Linked DNA regions of Pan troglodytes: region 1 is linked to region 2. Evidence: chromatin contacts called from public HiChIP or PLAC-seq data. All regions are on one chromosome and are shown on one strand. Each heading gives the region's core, a stretch centred on a gene start, on an enhancer-like site or on the middle of the called end of the contact. The rest is flanking DNA. Distances are from core to core; before and after follow the strand shown.

What was found. HiChIP or PLAC-seq counts read pairs in DNA pulled down with a chosen protein or histone mark.
Region 1: a contact with region 2 is called in an H3K4me3 HiChIP or PLAC-seq map of stem cell-derived excitatory neurons, with 3 times the contacts expected there. The contact joins the promoter of MPC1 here to the promoter of TBXT in region 2. A contact is called at or near these places in 3 of 7 Hi-C or Micro-C datasets (blood, induced pluripotent stem cells and stem cell-derived neural progenitor cells) and 1 of 1 datasets of contacts at active chromatin or transcription factors (stem cell-derived excitatory neurons).

Annotation. Positions count from the first base shown.
Region 1 is chr5:178,488,839-178,494,309 of NHGRI_mPanTro3-v2.0_pri, forward strand. MPC1 (mitochondrial pyruvate carrier 1) reads right to left here and starts at 2,049. Exons shown (of 5, transcript XM_063813667.1): 1 at 1,860-2,049. The coding sequence starts at 1,930.
Region 2 is chr5:178,261,138-178,266,936 of NHGRI_mPanTro3-v2.0_pri, forward strand. It overlaps TBXT (T-box transcription factor T), which reads right to left and starts at 2,379. Exons shown (of 8, transcript XM_009452368.4): 1 at 1,856-2,379; 2 at 1,062-1,326; 3 at 178-312. The coding sequence starts at 2,061. It overlaps LOC134810392, which reads left to right and starts at 989. Exons shown (of 4, transcript XM_063813657.1): 1 at 989-1,371; 2 at 1,669-4,142; 3 at 4,546-4,606; 4 at 4,731-5,646. The coding sequence starts at 2,577. The coding sequence ends at 3,392.

The DNA.
Region 1 (5,471 bases), core at 799-3,298, 230 kb after region 2:
AAGTGAAGCTTCTGTTTACAAGTTTACCATATGGCAGACTGAATTATTTTTCCTACCCTACTGCTCTATAAAAGTAGAAGTTAAAAGTATTTGCAATAAAATTCAGGATTTAAAACTTTTTTATTGCTAAAATCAAGTTGCCTTCACACTATCCCTTTTGTGTGGTTATAACAGGATTTATTCCTCCTCAGCTTTCATCTCTTTACCTCTTGACCACACTATTAACTACCGAAAAAAAAAAACGCAGCTGTACACGTACCTAGGTTTTAAAATCATACACTGAAAAACTAACTAAAATTACACTCCTAAATAACCTAAAACTGCTTCAAAGTTATATTCAATATTTTGAAATAAAAGCAAGCGCCCCAAGATTAGAGGTGCAAATAAATTATAGAAAGTGTATTTTCAGGCTTTCCAACCGCGAATGCTCTTTGTTTCTAACTGGAAAGGAGGAGTTAACAGAAAATAGAACAAGAAGAAAAAGTATGTCCTTAGAGACACGTCGCTTTACTTTGGTTGACAGAATTTCGTATATAAAAACATCTTAAATTGTACTTCCTCCCAAGCTTAAAGTCCTTATAATGAGAAAACCGAAAGGCGAACCCAAGGCCAGCACATTTTATTTCCGCTGTCCCAGAAGCGCGCTGGGCGCACCCGAAGCTCCGCTCCAGCAGCGCCTCCCGCTGGCGTCTCCCCACCCCACACCCAGGTCGCCGCCTCTAGCACACCTGGACGGCCGCAGGTGACCGGCGACCCCCTCCGAGGATCTGGTAGAAACCGGCCAGGAAACCACTCCCGCCCGGAGGAGCGAGCCACTGTCACCTGGCCTGGAGGGACGTGCCCACTGCCAACCATGGGAGACTAACGAGCCTCTGTCACCCCTGCCGGGTCACCCTGCCCTGAGGGGCGCCCACTGTCACCCCTGCCGGGAGAGGCGTCCCCATGGCCACCCTGTCCTGAGGAGCGCCGTCGCTTTCGTCCCTCCCGGTCCCCACTGCCACTCTGGCCGGGAAGGGCGTCCACTGTTATGCCTACCAGGAGAGGCGTCCCTATTGTCACCCTGGCCAGGAGGGACGCCCACCGTCACCCACTCCCTGAAGGGGACTCAATGTCACCCCTGCCTTGAGGGGCGCCCACTGTCACCCTGCCAGGAGAGGACACTCACTGTCACTCCCGCCCTGAGGAGCGCCCACTGTCACCCTGCCGGGAGAGGACACCCACTGTCACCCCCGCCCTGAGGGGCGCCCACTGTCACCCTGCCGGGAGAGGACACCCACTGTCACCCCCGCCCTGAGGGGCGCCCACTGTCACCCTGCCGGGAGAGGACACCCACTGTCACCCCCGCCCTGAGGGGCGCCCACTGTCACCCTACCGGGAGAGGACACCCACTGTCACCCCCGCCCTGAGGGGCGCCCACTGTCACCCTACCGGGAGAGGACACCCACTGTCACCCCCGCCCTGAAAGGCGCCCACTGTCACCCTACCGGGAGAGGACACCCACTGTCACCCCCGCCCTGAAAGGCGCCCACTGTCACCCTACCGGGAGAGGACACCCACTGTCACCCCCGCCCTGAAAGGCGCCCACTGTCACCCTACCGGGAGAGGACACCCACTGTCACCCCCGCCCTGAAAGGCGCCCACTGTCACCGGCTCTCTACGCCGTCCGCTTCGGGGTGTGGCGGTCCGGGAGGGATCCGGGTGGGGCCCCCCCTGACAAGCGCACCCTCTCGCCTGGGCCCGGGCCCACCCGCTGCCCGGGGCCACCGCGTCCTCGCGGCCGCCCTCGTCGCGGACTGCACGGGTCGCAGCCTCCCGGGCGCCCGTCCGGGTTGCGGGGTCCGGCCTGCGGCGCTCGTCACCTCATGAGGTAGTCCCGGAAATCCTTGCTTCGGACATAGTCCGCCGCTTTCCGCACCAACGCGCCCGCCATGGCTGTGCCGACACCAGACCCCGAGTGGTCCCTGCCTCTGCTGCCGCTTCCCAGAGCCAATGACACCCAGGCCAACCCCCCGGCAGCCGACGGCGAGCTAGCCCGAAGGCCCGCCTCACGACACCCGGCCACGCCTTACGGCCGCGCCACGCCGCCCGGCTCTCGGCCAATGACAGGGCGCAGGGCCAGAGATGGTGGCGCGGACTGGCTGGCTCGTGCCGCACACCTCCTTCCCGCCCTGGGTGGCGCACGGGGGCGGGGCCTGCTGCCGTAAAACGGCTGGGGCTGGGCCGGGGCTGGCGGGCGGTTGCTAGACTCCAGCGGCTCCCGGCCAGCGGGGACGTGGAGGTGACATCTCTCTGACCCGCAGGACTGTGGGCGCCCTGCCGAGCGTCGCGCGGTCTTGGGGCGCCCTGCAGTGGAGCCCCTGCGGCGCAGCGCGCGGTGGGACTGGCCGGGTTCTCGCGGCGCCGAGGGCCTGTGTCTGCGCCGGTTCCTGGCAAGGGCACCTTGGCCGGGCGGCCCGCGTCCCCCGCGCTTCCCACACCCACGTGGGCGGACCCGGCCCGCAAGCTGGGCCAGCCTGCGGTTTCCGGGCACTGGGGAGTGCGCAGAGCCCCGGGCCAGCGACCGCAGCCGGGGTCCCTGGCTTCTCCTGAGCACTTTCCCCCGGACCGGTCCCTCCAGGGTGGCGGGCGGCACCCAGGGCCGGCGCTCCTCACCAACGCGCTGCAGCTACGGGCTCAGGAGGGAGCCGCAGCGTCGGAGGAGGAAAGCATTTAAGAATAGCACAAAGCCTTAGGCTCGAGGAAGCGTGACTGCTTACGTGTTGAAAATAAAGGTTCTGTAAGTCCCACCGCGGATGCATATTGGAAAGAAAGGGATCATTAGCACGCGACCCTCGCCTAGGAGTATATAAACCGCAGCACGACTTTCGGATCACAAAGGCAGAGAAAAGAACACATTGAAGGCTTTTGCTCACTTTTCCAAGTTGTTTCGTTTCGTTTTGTTTCTAATGTGGATGATCATTTAAAATGCCTCTGGTGGCCGGGCGCGGTGACTGACGCCTGTAATCACAGCACGTTGGGAGGCCGAGGCGGGCGGATCACCTGAGGTCAGGAATTCGAGACCAGCCTGGGCAATATGGTTAAACCCCCTCTCTACTAAAAATAAAAAAATTAGCTGGGCGTGGTGGCATGTGCTTGTAGTCCCAGCTACTTGGGAGGCTGAGACAGAAGAATCGCTTGAACCCGGGAGGCGGAAGTTGCAATGAGCCAAGATTGCGCCATTGCATTCCAGCCTGGGCAACAGAGCAAGATCCTGTCTCCAAAAAAAAACAAATAAATAAAACAAAATTCCTCTGGTAGCCGGGTGCGGTGGCTCACGCCTGTAATCTCAGCACTTTGGGAGGCTGAGGCAGGTGGATCACTTGAAGTCAGGAGTTTGAGACCAGCCTGGCCAATATAGTGAAACCTCATCTCTACTGAAAATACAAAAATTAGCCAGGCGTGGTGATGCGCGCCTGTAATCCCAGCTACTCGGGAGGCTGAGGCGTGAGAATCGGTTGAACCCGGGAGGTGGAGGTTGTAGTGATCCAAGATTGTGCCATTGCACTCCAGCCTGGGCAACAGAGGGAGATCCTGTCTCTAAAATAAAAAATAAAAGAAATGCCTTTGGTGAACAGGAATTCTCAACATTAGTGACCCGCAGTGTATTAGTGTTAATAATGGACATCCCCTTTGATTCAGCAAGCCCATCTAGAGATTTCCTAGGATAGACAAGCCAGTTTGTGCAATTTCATGTGTACAGCATTGTTTTTAGTATGGAAAGATTAGAGTTTACATATCCACCCATAGGGAGAGAGTTAAATAAATTATGGTGCATCCGCTTAGTGGATTAGTATACAGCCATTAGGAATAAAGGAATTCTATATGTGCTGATATGAAATATCTTTTTTATTTTCAAGAAAAAAACCCAGGTTCTGAATAGTGTATAAAGTATGCTACTCATTGTGCATAGGGACAAAGAAAATATATACATTCATGTTTGCAAAGATACTGGAGAAATGTTAGTAGTGGCTGCCTCTAAGGATGACCAAGAGTGACACTGACTTTTCATTGTATCTTCCTTTGTTCTTTTTGAAATTTGAACAGTCTACATATGCTATCTATTCAAAATAAGTGGTGTTAAAGAAGAAGAAATGCCTTTGAGAATGAAAATGGTAAGCCGTTGATTGAGTGGGGTTCATTTTCTGTTAGGATCGTGGTCTCTATTGGTCACAGCTGACCTTGATCGTCACTGAAAGTGTATCTCATTACACAATATTGCAGTCTTATAATAACACCAGGAAGGTTGTTCTGTTCCACATGAACATGCTTCATGATGGGGTTAGGAATGTACAACCTGTGAAAAGTGAGGGAGTCTTGATTATTAATAATAATATTATTAATAGCTACCTTTTCTTGATCATTAGGCACTATTTGTACATTATTTCTCCTTCTCACATCAACCCAGAAGGTAGGTATAAGGAAACTGAGTGGCTTCTTGAATGAAGCCAAACTGCTCTGCAAGATTGGTGGAAAAGGAGACTCTCCATGTGCTAACAGGCTCCTGGATCTCATAGCTGCTCTGTCTTAGCCCTTAATATGTTTCTTTTCCTCATGGATAGTGGTTCTGAAACCTGAGCTGTCAGAAGAATCCTTGGCAGATTCCTAGATCCCAGCCTCAGACTCAGAAGGTCTGGAGTTGGGGCTGAAAGCTGCATGGCTAATGGGCACTGCAGGTGACTCTGAGGCTGCTGGTCAGTGTCCAGCACTTGGAGAAACTCTACTGAGGGCATCTGCCCCTAATGCACTGTTGCCACCACTGGGCTGGGGTCAAGAGGCTTTACTTCCCACATTTGGGCCTCAATTGGGACCTCTGAGCTTTCCACTAGTTTCCGTTCCATGAAGGAGTACAAATTGGAGTATGTAAAGACAAAAGACATACGTAAGTGGATAATTTGGGTTTGAACTAAGTTCTCTGCAACTCTCAAAGCCATACTTCCCCCACGTTGCCACAAAAAGTATTTCTTTCATGTTGCCATGTATCTCTTACTTCAAATATGAAGCAGGAATGTGATCTAAAGCATAAGAACATAGCAATAGATAGACCCATGTACATGATTTCGTAAAACTTTAGAAAGGCCAGTCCTACATGGTTTGTCCATATTTGGACGGTGTGTGGAAGGCACAAATGAAAGCATCACTGGCTATTCTGAACCCTAGGTTTGTGGAAGTGAGTGTAAAGGCCCAGCATTGAGCCCCAATCTCACCTGCCCATCAAAGTTCAGAAACGACAATCAGAATAGGCTGCACTTGGCGCTTCCCTGTAGATGCAGGATCTGTGAGTTTGGACAGATTTCTGGTCAGTTTGGAAGGAAGCTGGCCTCTGTTAACAGAGCACCCCTTATGGGTCAGTGTTGTGCAGGCAGTCCACGTACACTGTGTGTATGCGATGACAGTGCGTCTGCTTGTAGAAGGGGCTGGGTCCCCTCTGCGGA
Region 2 (5,799 bases), core at 1,129-3,628:
TAATTTAAACAGTTCTCTCCTGTGCTTCCATTTCAAGTTCCGGAATATTATTTGAAAGGGCAGGAAGCCTTCCTCTCAGTGCGGGTTAGCGCGTCTCCCCGCTCCTCCAGAGTCTCCACGGAGCAGCACACCACACCGCAGCACACCGGGAAAGCGATCCGCCTCTGTCCTTCTCACCTCCTCGTTCTGATAAGCAGTCACCGCTATGAACTGGGTCTCAGGGAAGCAGTGGCTGGTGATCATGCGCTGTGGACCCCCAACTCTCACTATGTGGATTCGAGGCTCATACTTATGCAAGGAGTTCAGCATGATCTGAGGGAGACAGATACAGGATTGGTGGCACTGAACGGCCTGCGTTAAAACAGCAAAACATCCATTTCTCCGGGATGCAGAAAGTCCTCTGGATCCCAAGAAAGTGTCTCTGCTGTTGAGGGAAGTGGGGTTCCACCAGGGGAGGCTTCTCTGCGGTTTATATGTGCTATTCCCACAGCTTGTTTGGAAAAGGGATGTGAGACGCTACACACCATTAAAAGCAATGAATGCTCATCACAAAATCCTTTCACCTGGTGGAATAAAGTACTAAGGCTTTCAGGAAGGCTATGGACATTTTTAAAAGACTGAGCTTGTTTGCAACTTGCCTAACCTGGGGTCTTCCAGGAACAATCCCCGACTAAAGAATGTTCTTTAGAAAAGCACGACTTTACAAGTTTGTTCTGACTCCACGCAGTAAGTAGTGTGGCGCATGTTTAAATTTAAATGCGACTTTGCCATCAAGGCTGATATCTTTTCCACCCCCAGGAGAGTTTAGGGCTAGACACGGAAGTTCCCCCAAAGCTCCAGTCCTTCAAAGGGGAGTGCTCCCGCTCCCCGTTCGCCAGGCGTGGATGTTATCAGCTTAGTATAAACAGCGCTAAAGGCCTTATTAGAGAAGGCTGTGGCCGTTTCTCCAGGGCAGACGTCGCCTCCCGTTCAAGCAGCGTCCCTTCCCACAACCCCCGTGCAGAAGGCCCAGCGCGGCCCCTCCTCGCTGGTCCCAGACCTGGCGGGCTCCTCACACCTACCTGGCCCCCTCCGTTGAGCTTGTTGGTGAGCTTGACTTTGCTGAAGGAGACGGGAGCCTTCATCCAGTGGGCCCCGAAGTTGGGCGAGTCGGGGTGGATGTAGACGCAGCTGGGCGCCTGCGGCTCCGGCTTGCCCCCCGGCACCCATTCCCCGTTCACGTACTTCCAGCGGTGGTTGTCCGCCGCCACGAAGTCCAGCAGGAAGGAGTACATGGCGTTGGGGTCCAGGCCAGACACGTTCACCTTCAGTACCGGAAACATCCTCCTGGAAAACACGGGGCGGGCGCAGGAGGACCCCGACACTGACCAGGTAGGCCGGAGGCAGAAGCTGGGCACAGAGGCCTCCGTTATTTCGGGGCACAGAGGAGCCCCCTGGGGAACGTCCGAAGGTGACTCCCAAGCTCCCCCTTCCCCGAGCCCTGCCAGGTCCGGGTGGCCTCCTCACCATCTCCACGGCCTCGGGAGGGCGGGGAGGAGAGGACCTGGCGAAGGGTTTCAGTGCAGGAGGCCACATCCCGCGGGGACAGGCGGGGACCAGGGCGCGCCTCGCGGGTCCCGGGATGCCTCCGAGGTCGGGACACCGGAGTGCGCGCTCCTCCTCCCCAAGCTTCCGCGGAGAAAGCCCCAGAAGAGGGGCTTGGAGAAATGCACTCGAGGGAGTTAACCAGAGCGGGAACAAACACAAAGCCCTCCTCCAGGAGAAAAAGGGTTCGACCTCCGGGAACTTGCCAGGTCCCCCAGGCTGCCCAGGCGCTGGAGAGCGCGGCGCGCGCGGGCTCCGGACGCGCACCCACCTGCCGTTCTTGGTCACGATCATCTCATTGGTGAGCTCCTTGAAGCGCAGCCACAGCTCGCTCTCCTCCAGGCCCACGCGCAGTTCGCGCTCTGTGGGGTCGCCCTTCTCGCTGCCCGCCTGCAGCTCATTCTCCACGGCGCTCAGCAGGTGGTCCACTCGGTACTGCAGGCTCTTTCCCGCGCTCTCGGTGCCAGGGGAACTCATCCTCCCGTCCGGCTCCCCTCCCCGCCGTCCCCGAAGCCCAGACTCGCTACCTGAGATCCACCTTCCCCGCTCTTGGCCGCCGCCCTTCCGAGAAAAGGGGCCCCTTGGACCGAGACCTGCGACGGCTCCCGGGTCCCGGGTCCCGGCACAGACCCGGGAGGAGGGCGCGGACCAAGACTTGGGGGGAGGAGACGGGGGCAGAGGGGTGGGGAGAAGTTATTCCACTTGAACTCCCCAAGGCTCTACTAGTGTAGGTCTCTGGGGACCGAAATTCAGTGCCCTCCCCATAAATAGAGCCGCGGCGGCAGCGCTGGGGGTGCTCGGCGGATTGGGCTGCGCACGCTTTGAAGTGCCGGGCAGCCTCCCATTGGCCGAGAGCGGCCATATCAGACCCAGCCGGGCGGGTCTGGGAGGCCGGGAGCCAACAGTGGGCTCCCGCACGCCTGTTTCATGTAAATCCTGGGCCCCAGCCCTGCGAGCCCCGGCCCAGCCCCTACACCCCCGCCCTTCTCCAAATGTTTGCACCTCCATCAAAGCGGCGGGGCAAGCCCCGGAGGAAGGTAAGCTGGACGCCCCGGCCTGCCCCAGCCCGCCCCAGCCCGCCCCAGCCCGCACTTCCGCGAGGGGCTGCCCGGCAGCCTGCGATGCTCCCTGATTCCCGCGCGCGGGGTCCTGCTCGCTTTTCCAGCGCGCCCGGATCCCGCAGCCGCGCCAGGCTGGAACGTTCCCGCGGCCTCACCTGTCCCCGCTCCAGGCGCGCCTCCCTCCCCTCCCAGGGACCAGCGCATTTGGCCGGGCTTTGGGATGCGCCGCGCTCGTCTCGCCGCAGTAGTAGTGCTGTTCTCGCGCCTCCGATGCCTCAACTCTCCAGTCTGGCAGTTTCCGGTGCACCTGTCCCCACACGTCCCTCGCCCACGGAGCCCCAGGCGGCGTTACGAACACCCAGGATCGTGGATCAGCCTGCCCCGGCGTCGGGTGTCCCCGCGGCTCTCACCATCTGGAAAAGGAAGGTCCGCGCGCAGAGAGGGAAATGGACGGAAATAAGCAAAAGCAAAACAACCCCTTCTGGGAAGTGTCCTCCTCGCTCTCTTATAAAAACAGGACTTGATGCCGAGGTCAGCGCGCGCATCGAGTGTGCCAGGCGTGTGCGTGGTTTCTGCTGTGTCATTGCTTTCGCGGAAGGTGGGAGAAGGTCGGGGCTGGCGGGGTGGTCCCGGACTAGCGGGACTCGGGGCGCTTTCCCCGCCCGGCCCAGCGCCAAGCGGTGTCGGCAGCGGTTGTTTTATTACCTTTCGGTGAGAACTTACGCGAGGAGAGCGAAGGAGAGGTGACAATGAGCAGGAAATAGTTCAGTGGGGTCTCTTTAAACAGTAATATTCCTCCTAAAACGGGAGCCCAGGAAGGGGGAAGGAGGCAGAAGCTCCCCCTTCCAAGGCCTGGCTTTGCGCTTCTGCACACCTCGCCCATTCGCTGGACGAGGGCCTGCCTCGGGTAGCAGCCTCTGTTTCCCGGTCTCCTGAGCGGGCACCCCAGCCCCAGCCCCTCTAGAGAAAGCCTGCGCATCGGGTGGGGCAGCGAGTTCAGAGGAGTCTTGCGCCCTAGCAAGGGGACTTTCCCGCGGACATGGTACCTGCGCCCCGCGCTAAGTCTCCCCTGCCCCCTGCCCCCTGCTCCTCGCCCCTCGCCCAGCCGGGCTCGCTCCGGGGTCGGGAATTGCTGGGGAAGCCGAAGGAGGGATCCCCGCCCGGGACTCGAGGGATCGACCCGCCTCGCGGTATGTGGAGGGCTGCCAGGAGCCAGTCCCGGGGAAGGGTGCCTGCCGCCCGTGGGGCACAGGGCTCCTTCTCTCCCTTCTCCAACTTACACCGACGAGTCAGGAAGCCGGGGCGTCTAGTCCCGGTCCGCATTTCTCAGTGTCTTTTGATGTCTGGGATGCATGGATATTCCCAGGGGGCTGACCCGAGGTGGGGAAGTTTCCTTCTAGAAAGAGGCACCAAAAGGACCTCATTTGCTCCTGACGCCGGACCCTCCTGACACGCCTTCACTGGCTCATCGGGCCCTGGGCTTTGGGGGAGAGCGTGGTGCGTGTTACTCTCCTTACTCCGGGTATTAAAATGTCTAAGAGGTCATCGCTTTGGCCCAAGGCCTCCCGAGGATAAGATAAAAGGGAAAAGTGGAGGGGAGGTGAAGGAGGAACGAGGGTGGGTCCCAGGCAATTGAGGGCCTCGGAACCCCAGGCACGAGAGCGAAACCTCTCCTGCGGCTTCAGGGCAAAGGAATCCCGAAGGCTGGATCCCTGCCCTGCGCTCGGACGGCGTCGCGGCCGCTTTTCCCACAGTCGGGAAGCGCCAAAGAAGACTGGAGGGTTTAACAGATCGCTCTAAAACTGTTCCGAACAGGAGGGGCACGGCCAAATAAGAATACAACTTCAGCACGAAAGAATATTCCGTTTCTAACATGCGTAATAAAATTTCTACTCTCCAGAGAGAATGTCTGAAGCATTGAAGAGTACGACCCAGGAATTGAACCACCCAAGTCGGAGGAGGTAGAGGTTGGAAGTCACCGACTTTGGCCAGCACTGTGTAGTGTCACCTGTCTTCACTTTCTAACGTTTATTTTTCCTCCCCTTTCTGTGGCTGATTTTCTGATCTTTGTTCCTCGGTTCCCAGGACCAGGCCCACTCCCTCCGCCTTTTCAGCGAAGGCTGCAGTGCATGACAGTTTACAGCCAAAACTTCCTCCAGCCCGGCTATAAAGAATTCCCAGTTAATAACAATGCGCTTCCTTGGGAGGAAAGAGGGGCTGAGGCACCGCCAGCTGTTTCGCTCCCAGGGTCTATCACTCCTTGGCAAGCCCAGCCATTCAGAGAAAAACAAGACAAAGCCTTATGGCTGGGCCTCAGGATGCAACTGTCCCACCGAAAACATGCTTGAAACATTTTATAAGAAAACACACACACACACCCGACTCGACTCCCAGAGAGGCAGTTTTCCTGGGCCCAATCCCTTCTGAAAAAGCAAAGCCATTTATCTTTAGAAGCAGGCAACAATGAAGCTGTAACAGGCTCAAGGAGGGGTGGAGGACAGCCTCGCGTGACTCTTACCCCACACTCTAGTCCCTCTCTTTCTGCAAGAAAAACAAATGAATTTCTTTTCTGATTATATATGTACTCCTTGTATAAATATTATATATGTATCTGTCTTCATATATATGTAAAACAGTCACCCACAGTATCTGTGGGGCATTGGTTCCAGGACCTACAAAGATGGTAGAATCCAGGGATGCCCTAGTCCCTTGGCATGGTATTTGCATATAACCTATGGACTTCCTCCATGAACTATAAATCACTTCTGGATTACTTATAATGCCTAATACAATGTAAACACTATGCAAATAGTAGTTATACTGTATTGTTTTTTATTTGTATAATTTTTATTCTTTGATTATTGGGGAGAGGGAGTTTGGAATGTTTTCTATCAATTCAACCAACCACGGATATGGAACCTGTGGCTATGGAGGGCTGGCTGTATGTTTATCTCTCTCTATGTATATAAATGCTAACCTCAAGCACTAAGCAATGTTCATATTTTGGGGTGTTCCTCGTCTTTTTTTCATTTTGTTCTTCTCATGAGCTCCTTCTCCCACACTGACTAAGCGGACTGAACGCAAACAGTCACAAGTTCTACATTAGAGATGACAGCCATGTTTCATGGCCAATAATTCTGCCACCAATTGGTTT